Linked DNA regions of Pan troglodytes: region 2 is linked to region 1. Evidence: chromatin contacts called from public capture Hi-C data. All regions are on one chromosome and are shown on one strand. The core of a region is the stretch at or near the end of the contact, and the rest is flanking DNA. Distances in the headings are between cores, read along the strand shown.

Region 1 (6,808 bases), core at 2,940-5,439:
GGAGGCCGAGGTGGGTGGAAAACCTGAGGTCAGGAGTTCAAGAACAGCCTGGCCAACATGGCGAAACCCTGCCTCTACTAAAAATACAAAAAGTAGCTGGCAGTGGTGGTGGGCACCTATAGTTCCAGCTACTCAGGAGACTGAGGCAGGAGAATCCCTTGAACCCGGGAAGGGGAAGCTGCAGTGAGCCGAGATCGCGCCATTGCACTCCAGCCTGGGCGACAAGAGTGAGACTCTGTCTCAAAAAAAAATATATATATATATATATATATACACACACATACATATATACATACATACATAAGGCTGGGCACAGTGGCTCACACTGTAATCCCAGCACTTTGGGAGGCTGATGTGGGCGGATCACAAGGTCAAGAGATTGAGACTATCCTAGCCAACATAGTGAAACCCCGTCTCTACTAAAAACACAAAAATTAGTTGGGCGTGGTGGCTCGTGCCTGTAGTCCCAGCTACTCAGGAGGCTGAGGCAGCAGAATCGCTCAAACCCGGGAGGCAGAGGTTGCAGTGGGCCAAGATCACGCCACTGCACTCCAGCCTGGCGACAGGGCGAGACACTGTCTCAAATAAATAAATAAATAAATAAATAAATAAAGTGTCCTTAAAGATTAAATGTGTCCTTAAAGTTAAATTTAGATAAATTCAAGTAAACCAAAATCTGGCTGTATAAAAATGTCTACTAGCGAAACAGCTGCGTTGTCTGGGGTATAAACCTGGTATTCCTCTTCTCCCACCAGGAAAATTTAGGACACAGACACACATGAGGAGTTTAGGAGCAGAGGTTTAACAGGCAAGAGAAAGAAGATGGAAAACAGCTCTCTCTCTAGTAAGAGAGAGGGGACTTCCAAGAAGAAAAAGGCAAGCTGGCAGCAGATGCAGATTTTTTGTTTGTTTGTTTTCTGAGATGGAGTCTCGCTCTGTCGCCCAGGCTGGAGTGCAGTGGCACAATCTCGGCTCACTGCAAGCTCCACCTCCCAGGTTCATGCCATTCTCCTGCCTCAGCCTCCCGAGTAGCTGGGACTACAGGCGCCCACCACCACGCCCGGCTAATTTTTTGTATTTTTAGTAGAGATGGGGTTTCACTTTGTTAGCTATGATGGTCTCGATCTCCTGACCTCATGATCCGCCCGCCTCAGCCTCCCAAAGTGTTGGGATTCCAGGTGTGAGCCACTGCGCCTGGCCCTTGTTTGTTTTTTTGACGGAGTCTTGGTCTATCACCCAGGCTGGAGTGCAATGGCATGATCTCAGCTCACTGCAACCTCTGCCTCCTGGGTTCAAGCAATTATCTTGTCTCAGCCTCCTGAGTAGCTGGGACTACAGTTGCATGCCACCACGCCCAGCTAATTTTGTATTTTTAGTAGAGACGGGGTTTCTCCATGTTGGTCAGGCTGGTCTCGAACTCCTTACCTCAGGTGATCCGCCTGCCTCAGACTCCCAAAATGCTGGGATTACAGGAGTGAGCCACTGCACCCGGCCCAGATGCACAGATTTTAGTTTGACTTGAGGAGGCAGTGTCTGATTTACTTAATGCTCACAGATTGGTTCAATCAGGCATGACATTTACACAGCCAGGAAAGGCTGGCCACCCCACCCTAATCTTACTATGTAAATGAAATTTCCCTTTGGCTGGCACCATCTTGTCTGCTGCTTACTGTACACGTGGCTGGAAAAGAGAAGGGAAGATGGAGCTGCCATCTTGAACCTGATTGGCTCAACTGTCCGCATCTATGTCTGCAGCTCGATTTTACAGGCTGCTTGTGTTAGAAAGGAAAATAATTTGGGGCTGCTTTTCATTAAAAGGAAAACCTTACTGAGGACTTCCATACCCTCACTATCAGCCTGAGTAATTCCTTCTTAACTCCTGTATCATCAGGTGGCAGCCTTAACCCTTCCGGCTCCCTACCTCTTTCCACAGAGATGCTGTGAGGAAGCAAGGAGAGATGAGCTTTATTGTTAATGAAGATTCAGCAACCAAGAGTTCATACCTGACATTAAGGACTTCCAGGTGTCTGAGCTGATCAGCAATGTGTATCACTTCATCCCATGATGACAACAGGTTTTTTGACAAATCTACCTTTCTGATATCTAAAAGCACATGTTAAGAAACAGTAATTTCAAAAGATTCACAAAAGACATAAAAGGAGTTACTCTTAATTCCAGAGCATGAGCGTTTTAACTTTTCATTTTATACCCTCTAGTCAGCTTCAAATTTTTTCAGGAGTACATAATATTTTTAAGTTATCCAAAACTTCACTGAGAAACGAAAAAGTTCATTGTGAGGCCAGGCACGGTGGCTCACGCCTGTAATCCCGGCACTTTGGGATGCCAAGGTCGGGGGAATCACTTGAGGTCAGGAGTTCAAGACCAGCCTGGCCCACATGGCAAAACCCCATTCTACTAAAAATACAGAAATTAACCAGGTGTGGTGGCACGCGCTCGTAATTCCAGCTACTCAGGAGGTTAAGGCAAGAGAAACTCTAGAGCCCGGGAGGCGGAGGTTGCAGTGAGTGGAGACTGCACCACTGCACTCCAGCCTGGGTGACAGAGTGAGACTGTCTCAAAAAACTAAAAATAAATTAAAAGTTCATTGTTATATACTCAAAACTTGAGACAAACATCTACAATCAAATGACAACCAAATGTCATAACGCTAAACCATCCTAGCACTATCCAACAAAAGGAGAGGGGAAAAGCAGTGAGGGTAACTTTGATTTCTGAAGCACCTAAGGTATACACACAAGCCTCACCCCAGCACACGACCTTCTACGGGGCACCATTACCATAGGAATCTCCAGATAAATAGCATCTACAGGGGAGAGAAGAGGGGTCAACTTGGGACACATGTTCAAAAGTGCATGACTTAGGAATTGAGAGGGTGTCCGGTAGCCTGGAAGCAGTTGTAACAGTATCACTCCAACTGCCCCTGATACAGGGATTCAGAGAGGATAACACAGTGGGGCTGGAAAAGCAAAGCCGACAGGCAACACAAGTGGAGGTGAGGGGCTAGGTGCAGGTGCAGCACCATCAGGAAGGGGCACAGCTTAGCCAGGTCCCCGCAGAGAAAGACAGAGGAGCTTGCAGCAGGACCGGGCCAGCTACTGGAGGAGCTACACTCTCATCTAATATGTGTATGTGTGGAAATTATTCAATGCACTCGTCTATTCTGCAAGTAATTATTTAGGGCCAGGAGCATCGCAGTGAGCAAAGCAGAGTGTCATCGGGGAGAGACGATCGCGACACAGGGGCCTCAACAGTGTGTCACAGGCAGGCCTGTCTGTGCTCAGGGACAGAGCAGGGCATGCAGGAAAGGTGTGTGGCTGTTCTATATGCAGTGCCCAGGGAAGGCCACCTCCTCTAAGAGGGCATCTGAGCAGAGAGCTGAGGGAAATGGGGGAACGCCATCTGGGAGAGGAGCACATGGCGGAGGAGTGACAAGAGCAAAAGGCCCTGGGGTGGGAACGAGCTCAGCCTATGACCGGGACCGCCAGCGCCTGTGTGACTGGAGCAGAGGGGCTTGGGGGTACTAGAAACAAGGTCACAAGGAACAAGGGGCCAGGCCACATCACAAAGGGCCTTGCAGGCCACTTCAAAGTCTGTTTGAAACGGACTTTTCAACGTTTGCTTGAAACGGGAGATATTGGAGGCTTTGAAACAGCGACAGGTGACCTGGGCCCTTTAAAAATCACTCTGCTTTGACTTTGATCTACATTATGTCAGAAAACAAAACAACAACAGCAAAAAAAAACCAGTAAAAGTCACTGTGCTTCTGAGTTGAGCATAACTGCAGGGAAACAAAGGAGGGCCGGGAGTCTCCAGGAGGCCGGAGCAAACCAGCAGCATGAGAGGGCAGAACACGTCAGAGGGGGTGTCTGACTCTGGAAGTGGGGCTCACAGGATTTGCCAATGGATTTAGGTGTGGGGCATGGGAGAAAGGGAGTGTCAAGGACAACTCCAAGATCTGTGGCCTGTGCAACTGGAACTGTCATTTATTAAGAGGGAAAAGACTACAGGATGAGCAGGCGTGGGTCTTAGTTTTGGACATGCTAAATCTATGATGGCTATGAGACATCCAGACAGAGGTATCAAAGCTGCAGCTGTAGAGACAGATGTGGAAGAGGGCAGGCCGTGGAGGAGTGCCAGCCACACCCCAGAAGGTCTCTCAAGAAGCCCAGGGCTCCCAAGTCTGAGCCTTGGGGCACACCCAACACTCTGCAACCAGAGAAAGGTCCCACAGAAGCGACTGAGGAGGAGTGGCCAGCGACAGAAGAAGAGCTCTAAGATCCAGGCCAGGCGCAGCGGCTCACGACTGTAATCCCAGCACTTTGAGAGGCCAAAGTGGGCGGATCACCTGAGGTCAGGAGTTCGAGACCAGCCTGGCCAACACGGTGAAACCCTGTCTCTACTAAAGATACAAAAATCGACCGGGAACTGTGGCTCATGCCTATAATCCCAGCACTTTGGGTGGCCGAGGCGGGCGGATCACCTGAGGTCGGGAGTTCGAGACCAGCCTGACCAACATGGAGAAACCCCGTCCCTACTAAAAATACAAAATTAGCCGGGCATGGTGGCGCATGTCTGTAATCCCAGCTACTCGGGAGGCTGAGGCAGGAGAATCGCTTGAACCTGGGAGGCGGAGGTAGCAGTGAGCCAAGATCATGCCATTGCACTCCAGCCTGGGCAACAAGAACGAAACTCTATCTCAAAAAAAGAAAAAAAAAACAAAAACAAAATCAGCCAAGCGTGGTGGCACGCATCTGTGGTCCCAGCTACTCAGGGGGCTGAGGCAGAAGAATCGCTTGAACCTGGGTGCCAGAAGGTTGCGGTGAGCCAAGATCGCGCCACTGCACTCCAGCCCAGTGAAAGAGCAAGACTCCATCTCCAAAAAAAAAAAAAAAAAAAAAAAAAAGAACTCTAAGATCCAGTAATAACAACAGCAGCAGCGACAGCCACCACCCGCACTGCTGCTGCCACTGCTAACCAGACCCAGGCACTATGCTGATTGCTGGGTTGTTTTGCTTTCTCATAGCAGAACAAACGGTGGCACAGCAGTCACAGAGCTGTGTCACTGTGTGCAAATGAACAAGTGGGAAGTTACACCCAAGTCAGCCTCGATCCAAAATCCATATCACTGCACTCCATAAAGCAACAGGGAGTCATCAAACATACATAAAACGTGGAGAAAGTTTCATTACAAAAACAGTGGCATCACTCCAAAGCATTGGTTAGAAAGGAAATAATTTTAGGCAGGAACCAATTAGGAAGCTCTGCAAGAAGGTCAGGAACAAGGGAAGGACGGCAGAGAAGATGCGAAGAAAGGGATGACTCCATACCCGGTCGCCAGCTACCCATGCCCGAATCCTGCCAGCTGCCTGGACTATTACAGCCCAAGAGCTAACAATGGGGTCTACCCTCGTAAACAGTTGCATTTCAACCGGTAATATGAGTACCTGCAGAATAGCCTTGATTTTGCCGTGGCCGTCGCATCAAATGGAAGGGAAAAGAGTCGGTGCAGGCTGCCGAAAATTCCAGACCCGGCAAACACCCTCCAGGTCCCCTCGGGCTCCTCCTCCGCCCTTGGGCCCACACCTGCATGATGGCTTCTGTAAACTGCTCCTCCGCCCCTCCTCCTCAGCCTCCTCTCGGCTGCCCTGGCTTCCTGACACCGCCTAACACAGGCTCATGCGAGGGGTGCTTTCTCGGCCTCTGGGTGACACTTTGGCCACCCTGTGTTTCCATTAACCCCACTAAATCGGCTGTTAGGCTGCTGAGGAAGGATTTAAGTCTAATCACACTTCCCTCACTGCTGCTTCCCATTATGTAGCCTAGAGTTATTGTTTCTAAGGTCTATACAGAGCACACAGACCACCTACATCCCGAAATCAACCACGAACAACAGCTGTCAATATGTGGTCGCCCCTCCCACACACACTGTTCAAGGAGCCCCCGTGAAAGCACAGGCCAAGCACCTGGGCACAGACTCTCCTCCGCAGGTCATGAGGAGGAAGCTCATCCCCTCCCCTGGAAGTGCCCTCAGATTTGACACACCCGGGTCTGCAGCTCTCCCACTGCCTCGAGTTCTGGTAGAGTAAATAACCTCAAAGACAGACCAACCCAAAAAAGGATGACTGGATTAAGCACCCAAAGCAATACTTCAACTTCTGGCGAGAATTCAATCGGGAGCTGCAAGACATTTATCACTGTATCTGCAAATACCAATCATGACTTGATTATCTTCATGAAACCTCATTTCTTCGTGTCCTGGGGGACATTTTTCTCCAGAAAAGTGCAGTATAAACAAACAACATGCTGATTCTTCAGGACACTGCTGACAGCTCTGAGCAACCCAACAGCCAGCACTCCCAAACCCATTTACCGCCACATCTGCCCTTTTTTTTGAGACGGAGTCTCGCTCTTGTCGCCCAGGCTGGAGTGCAATGGCGCGATCTCGGCTCACTGCAACCTCTGCCTCCCAGGTTCAAGCGATTCTCCTGCCTCGGCTTCCCAAGTAGCTGGGACTACAGGCGCCCACCACCATGCCTGGCTAATTTTTGTACTTTAGTAGAGATGGGGTTTCACCACGTTGGCCAGGCTGGTCTCAAACTCCTGACCTTAGGTGATCCACCTGCCTCAGCCTCCCAAAGTGCTGGAATTACAGGCGTGAGCCACCACACCTGGCCCCCGCCGTTTTTTTTTTTTTTTTGAGATGGAGTCCTGTTCTGTCACCCAGGCTAGAGCACAGTGGTGTGATCTCGGCTCACTGCAATCTCTGCCTCCCAGGTTCAAGTGATTC
Region 2 (6,870 bases), core at 3,712-6,211, 170 kb after region 1:
TTTTTGATGTGGCAGCTGAAGCTTAGAGAGGTTCAGTAGCCTACAAAAACTCATCTAGTTGGTGTAAGGAGTAGAGCTTGGATTAGGACCTTGCCTCTCTGCTTTCAAAGCCTGTGCTATTAATCAGTCTGCTCCATTACCTCATGTTAAACTAATGATAGAGTGATACCTTATGCCCAGCTAAAATTACATACTCAAATCTGACCACCTCAGTTATGGATTTGATTTGGGTTTCTGTGTAAAGTCTCATTCATATTTTGGTTGGCATTGAAAAATAGTTTGACAGTTTCATTCTAGATGATTATATATGTCTCAAAACTTGCCATTCTGACCACCTTTGTAATGCCAGTGCTTTGATACAGGCTTGCTAAACAATTATGTGTAAGATTCAAATTATTGTGCTGAATGAGAATTTAGGAACAGAAAAGTAACTTACCTGAGATAATGTATAATAAATAGAGGTGGCAGCAGTAAGATCAGAACACAGATCACTGCTTTTTCTGTGCTCTTTCTAACGAATTAACACTGCTCTGATAATGTGTTTCAGTTTTAGCAGCTTTTATTAGACTTTGGTTTCCTTCTGCAAGTCTTTTTTTTTTGAGATGGAGTCTCGCTCTGTCACCCAGGCTGGAGTGCAGTGGCACGATCTTGGCTCACTGCAAGCTCCGCCTCCCAGGTTCACGCCATTCTCCTGCCTCAGCCTCCTGAGTAGCTAGGACTACAGGTGCGCGCCACCACGCCCAGCTATTTTTTTGTATTTTTTTTTTTTTTAGTAGAGACGGGGTTTCACCGTGTTAGCCAGGATGGTTTTGATCTCCTGACCTCGTGATCCGCCCGCCTCAGCCTCCCAAAGTGTTGGGATTACAGGTGTGAGTCCCGCGCCCAGCCCTCCCTCTGCAAGTCTTTCTAAAGGCATTTTCTTTATATGCCTTGTAATTCCTTTTCATGTGTTCTAGCATGAAGGAAAGAAAATATTGCCCTTCAAAAGAATGATTTGCCCCACAATAATTTGAAGTAATAAATACCCTTCTCCCGTCAACACGGATTTTTATATTGTTGAAGATGTGGGATGGGCTTAATTTGGGGGCAGAGGGAGTCCAGTCCCCTTTCTCAAATTCAGCTTTAATAAATATGCCCAATAAGCAAATCTGCAGTTTGCTGTAGTTGAAATGTTGCTAGTGTCTGTGAATGTTAATGAAAAGAATACGCAAATGGGTTTCTGAATACTAATAGTCTAAAGATGTTACTATTCTATACCCTATTTTTGTTAAGAATTATCTATTAAAAATTTAAAAGTGTATCAATTCCTAAATTTTTATATGTTCCTCAGTAGGTACAAATATGCAACTTTTAGTTGATTTATTGTTCTCTTCTATGTTTCATAATTTTAGTTTCCTCATCAGTTTTAATTTATTTTTAACTATACTGTTTGTCTCTGAAAATAAAATTTTACTGGCTAGTATGGCAGAATGTGTTAATAGAGGAGGTTGCAAATTGTGGAAAGTTATGAGCCTGTGGTCATGAAGACTGCCCTGCCATTTGGGTTTTCATAGCAGTAATACCCAGTACCAATTGAACCACAAAGTGAACTGAAATTTCCTTAAATTGTTTCTCTCTCTATAAAACATTAAAAAAAAAATTAATTGATGAGTAAAGCTTGAACATATTCAGTATGTGCAACATGATGAATTGATGTACATTTTATGATTACCACAGTTAAATTAACAAACACATTCATTATCACTTGTGCTGTACATTATATTCCCATCCTTATGATAAAAATTTTTTTTTTTAAATAATTGAGATAGGATCTTGCTGTGTTGCTTGGGCTGATCTTGAACTCCTGTGCTCAAGCAGTCCTGCTTCGGCGTCCCAAATTGCTGGGATTACAGGTGTGAGCCACAATGCGTGGCCATTTTTATGATTTTGGAGCAAAGTGGTGTGAGTCCCTTTTCATATTATTGCTTAAATAAAGCCACTAGTATGCCTGGAATGTAACCATAATTTTGGCCAGGGAAAATGATATGTTAAGAGACCTAAGACAGGTAGGTAAAGTAGGAATGCATTTATTCACTAGGTACAACAGCAATGTAAAGTTATCAAGTTGTAGTTAATAATATAAAAAAATTAGAAAGTATTAGTGCAGAAATGATTATCTTTCTGTAAGGGTATATTCCCATTATGGTATAAATGAACTGATGAATAGGCATTTTCCTAAGTTGATTTTAAAAATTGTATAACTGATATGTTTTGAGTTTACTTTTTATGAAATACATGGAATGTGAAGCAGGTGGCCATTATGGAGGTCTGATATAATTGTGAGCACTCCTGTTATAGCACTAGAATATTGTTTTTTTCCCTTTTTCTTTGGGAAATAGATTACTCTGTATGATAGCTACAACTTTTAGGGGAGAATTTATTTTAAAATCTAAATGAAATTATTCTTTCATTATTTATTACTCGTAACAGCATTTCTCACTTTATATTCTTTGGGATTTCTGTAGGATGTTAATAGATGTCAATAGAAAAGAAAGGGTTCTTTGGACAAATAGATTGGGAAATGTTGAGTTAAAATGTAATCATTTTCTGTATTATAGGGTTTCTCAGATCTTTTAGCTTACATTTATGAATCTCCAAAGTTGAGGCAGAGAAGTAATTCATTCAATATAGTGAATTTCCCCCAACTCCTGCCTCCTTTCCTTTTGGTGGAACGTCCTGGGATGTTAGTACTTTTTATAAAGCACTTTGGAAAAAGCTACTTCCATGATTTTTCTTTGGCTATGGAATTACTATAAGCAGAAGAACTCCTTAGAAATAAAAATGTAGAAATGTACCTGAATGTAAAACTGAGGAAACATAAATATTAGTTAAGGTAGAAGAGTAAATATCCAGCGAATCCCTCCTATTAAAGCATTTAAGATATTTTGGCTTCAAAGTTTTGAGACTTTCCAGATGACTTTCTTCATATAGTTTTCACTAGTAGTTTAAATATACTAACTTTTCTCCCTTATATGCTATACTACATTCTTTTTTGTTTGCTTTTTTGAGACAGGGTCTCACTCTGTGGCCCAGGCTAGAGTTCAGTGGCACGATCACTTTTCACTCCAGTCTCGACCTCTTGGGCTCAAGCAGTCCTCCCACTTCAGTCTCCCGAGTAGCTAGGAGTACAGGCGCATGGCACCATAGCCAGCCAGTTTTTATTTTTTTATTTTGTAGAGTTGGGTTTTCCCTATGTTGCTTGGGGTGGTCTCAAACTCCTGGGCTCAAGTGATCCTCCAGCCTTGGCCTTCCAAAGTTCTGGGATTATAGGCAGGAGCCACCACACCAGGCACTACACTAAACTACCTTAGACTTTTCTAGATAGAGATATAACAGAGCTATTCTGAATCTGGGTGACTGCCAAGATACAGCCTAAATATTAGAAGATTTCCCCCCCACCCCAGAATTTGAGCTTTAAAGATCTGCCTTCTGGCCAGTGGACCCTTTTCTTGTAAGTGGTCATAGAATAAATAAATATTTGAATGAATGAGTGACTAGAGGGGTATACTTGTGAGTGAGCTAATTCATATCATGGACCATATGTATTTAATGGAAATAAGATACCTTTATATTTTATGTGATGTACATTTAAATAGTCTTTATGATAAACATTTTACTTGTTTTTTAATTTATAGTATTTTATAGATTGGTCTTGTTAACATACATTTCATATTATAACTGTTGTAGCTTAACAAGATTAGGCTCACTATTCTGAGGTCTGATTATGAGAAAGAATTAGAGAGTTTAAATCTAATTATATTTCTTTGCATTTTTAGGCCCTTGATGAGCCTCCTTATTTGACAGTGGGCACTGATGTGAGTGCTAAATACAGAGGAGCCTTTTGTGAAGCCAAGATCAAGACAGCAAAAAGACTTGTCAAAGTCAAGGTACAGTATTTATAGATTTTATAAATTGTATGTTCAGCATTTGATATGTAAACTTTTATTTGGTGAGTGTATTTAAGATTTTTCTGCAAAATAAGTTTCTAGGAGTGAAGGTTGTAAAAATACCTCAAAACAAAGCATTTTTTGTTATTTTAAAAGTATTATAATTGGAAAGAAATTAGATGATCACAGTTGGTATTTTGAATGCCATTTCACTATAGACGTCTTATTGTTTGTATAGTGTTTTAGAGCTGGAAAGGAACTTAGAAGTCATCTAGTTTAATTGCTTCATTTTATTACAAGAAAAATGAGGCTCGGAGAGGGTTAGTGATTTCTCCAAGGCCATTATGCCAAATTCATGGCAGAATTGGAACTACCATAGTTCATCAATTTTAAGGCATCACCCCCTCTATTTCAGCCATAAAATTAGAATGTGACTTGTAATTGATGGTGCCTTAGATAACAGTGAAATAAGGTACATCTAGTTGTTGACTCCTTATGCTCTGCCTTTCTTGAAACATCTTTCTAAAGTACTTGAGTTTTGTCTTAATATAGAAAAAGGAATGTAATTGCTTCCATTTTAATAAATTTATCAGCACTGAAAAATACCAGACAGGTGAACTTGAATATAGACATTTATTCATTTGTCAATAATTTATTGAGTGACAAACCTTTTGCAGGGAACTTTTAGGTGGGAAGGAGGATGGGGATATTAGGATGAGATTGACCTGATCTGTCCTCAAGGAATTTATAATCTAGATTAGCAGATACCTTTTAAACCATTGGTTTTTATTTCACCAATTACATAGACTGTAGAGGTGTTGTGCTTCTGTGGAGGGTATCAGTCTCTTCTGGAGCTTTTACTGTTCCTATATTCCTTATGCATGGATGTGTTGAAAAAGCTACCTAGGTGATTCTAATTTACACTCCTGGTTAGGAACCATTGTGATAAGTCCTTTAAATTAACTACAACCTGGTAGGGGGCTAGTCTTGGCCCCACCCTACCTTCAGTTTCCACATGCTTGGTGGTTGGTGCTTTTATAGTGTGCATTTCCTGTTCTGGCTTCACACACTGGTATTCCCCAAGCACTGTTTTTTGCCAGTACTATCCTGTAGAGGAAGAGAAAGCCTTTTATCAATGTTTGTACTTTTTCAGGACTACTGGTAGCACATGTATCACCTTTGTGTGAAGTAGACAAAAGCCCTCTCTCCTGGTGGAAAGCCTTCTTAGCAGCGCTTGGCATGCAGATAGCAAGTTTGTGCCAGTTGGAAAAGACATTCTCTTTGGACAGGAGCTGTGTCACTCCAGGACCCATGCTTTGGCCCACAAAGCAAAGGCTGGATTTAAGCCCCATCTTGCATCCTTAGCTGCACATTTCCTGTATAATGAATGAACTAGGAAAATGACATGTAGCAGTCCTGCCATTTCTTGCTGTAAATGAAAGGAACAAAACTCTTACTGGACTCTACTGCCTCTATTGATAGCACAGAGTACCTTGTGCCTTATAAGTAATGAATATCTAAAGCTTATTTTTAATTTTTTCGGCTGCCCTAAAAATTTGTTTCTGTGGAGGTGATGTCCATTAAAACACATACACAAGGAAAAAGAAAGTGTATTTCATTCAGTGATTTTGTCAGTAGATATAGGGATATATTTTTTAACATGTTTAATTTGTTTATGATTCAAAGTTAATATATTTTTAACAAATTTGTTGATATGTTTTCACTACCTGTTTTCATTTGTTGAACATTAACTATGTGCTAAGCTCTATCTAAAGGTGAAACTCTAGTGTTAAGACCTAGTCTCCATCTGTAAGTAGCTTATAGTTTAAGTGAAGGGCACAGATATCTAAACATGTGATTTAAATAAAAAGTGTGATAATGCTTTTGTATGACACAGAAATGCCTGGGATGCTGTGGGTATAAGGCATCTCCGTTCATAGCTGGTTTTTGAGTGGGCCTGCCTGTTACCTAAAATAATTATCACATATACCTGATAAAGACCATGTTAATGATTCAATCCCTATAAGAACTCTTTTCCCTTGTTAGAGAAAACAATTGTTTTCTATACTGAGTAGTGGAAGCTATCTTGTTTTTCACCAGCTAATTAAATATTTAAATTTGAACTCATTATTTTAACTTACTCTTTTCACCTCTGGTTTCCCATTCTCTGATTTCTGTAATGATATAGAGCACAGTAAAGTTCTGGAACTAGACTGCCTACATTTAAATATCAGCTCCACCATGTCTAGCTCTGTAAACTTGGACCAGGTACTTACACTTTCTGTTTTTTGTTTTGTTCTGTTTTGCTTTTGAGACGGAGTCTTGCCCTGTCCCCCAGGCTGGAGTGCAGTGACGCAATCTCGGCTCACTGCAACCTCCACCTCCCTGGTTCAAGTGATTCTCCTGCCTAAGCCTCCGGAGTAGCTGGGATTAACAGGCATGCGCCACCATGCCTGGGTAATTTTTGTATTTTTAATAGAGATGGGGCTTCACCATGTTAACCAGACTGGTCCCATCTCCTGATCTCAGGTGATCCACCTGCTTCGGCCTTCCAAAGTGCTGGGATTACAGGGATGAGCCACCGCACCTGGCCTGTTTCTCAGTTTTCTTATCAACAAAATGGGAACAGTCATACCTACCTAATAGGGTTGTTGTGAAGATTAAATGTTTGGTACTAGAGACTGATGCTCAGATCTCAGTTAAGTGTTTGCTGCTACTGTTTATTATTAAGGTAGGCCTTCACAAAATGATATAATACCTAATAGCCTAAAATCCCCATATCTTTCTTTCTCATTTTTTAGGAAAAGCAATTTTACAACTAAATTCATAACTGATAGTATTGAAATAAAGGATTATATGTGGGACCAGGCGTGGTGACTCACACCTGTAATCCCAGCACTCTGGTAGGTCAAGGCGGGCGGATCACTTGAGGTTGGGAGTTTGA

The links. Capture Hi-C pulls out chosen DNA fragments and counts their contacts.
Region 2: a contact with region 1 is called in a capture Hi-C map of stem cell-derived neural stem cells, with 4 times the contacts expected there. The contact joins two enhancer-like sites. A contact is called at or near these places in 2 of 7 Hi-C or Micro-C datasets (induced pluripotent stem cells and stem cell-derived neural progenitor cells) and 1 of 1 other capture datasets (stem cell-derived neural stem cells).

Annotation. Positions count from the first base shown.
Region 1 is chr1:13,736,677-13,743,484 of NHGRI_mPanTro3-v2.0_pri, forward strand. TBCE (tubulin folding cofactor E) reads right to left here. Exons shown (of 16, transcript XM_063809717.1): 5 at 2,004-2,103. B3GALNT2 (beta-1,3-N-acetylgalactosaminyltransferase 2) reads left to right here. Exons shown (of 13, transcript XM_054660491.2): 13 at 1,934-2,172. The coding sequence ends at 2,036. Among named protein-coding and RNA genes, the nearest start is that of TBCE, 66 kb to the right of the region's middle. Within about 2 kb of position 4,190, at least 2 of the 24 cell types and tissues checked have an H3K27ac peak or open chromatin away from gene starts, as enhancers often do. A contact at or near this core is called in stem cell-derived neural stem cells, where this site is marked.
Region 2 is chr1:13,909,055-13,915,924 of NHGRI_mPanTro3-v2.0_pri, forward strand. It overlaps ARID4B (AT-rich interaction domain 4B), which reads left to right. Exons shown (of 25, transcript XR_010156663.1): 3 at 3,816-3,926. Among named protein-coding and RNA genes, the nearest start is that of GGPS1, 64 kb to the left of the region's middle. Within about 2 kb of position 4,962, at least 2 of the 24 cell types and tissues checked have an H3K27ac peak or open chromatin away from gene starts, as enhancers often do. A contact at or near this core is called in stem cell-derived neural stem cells, where this site is marked.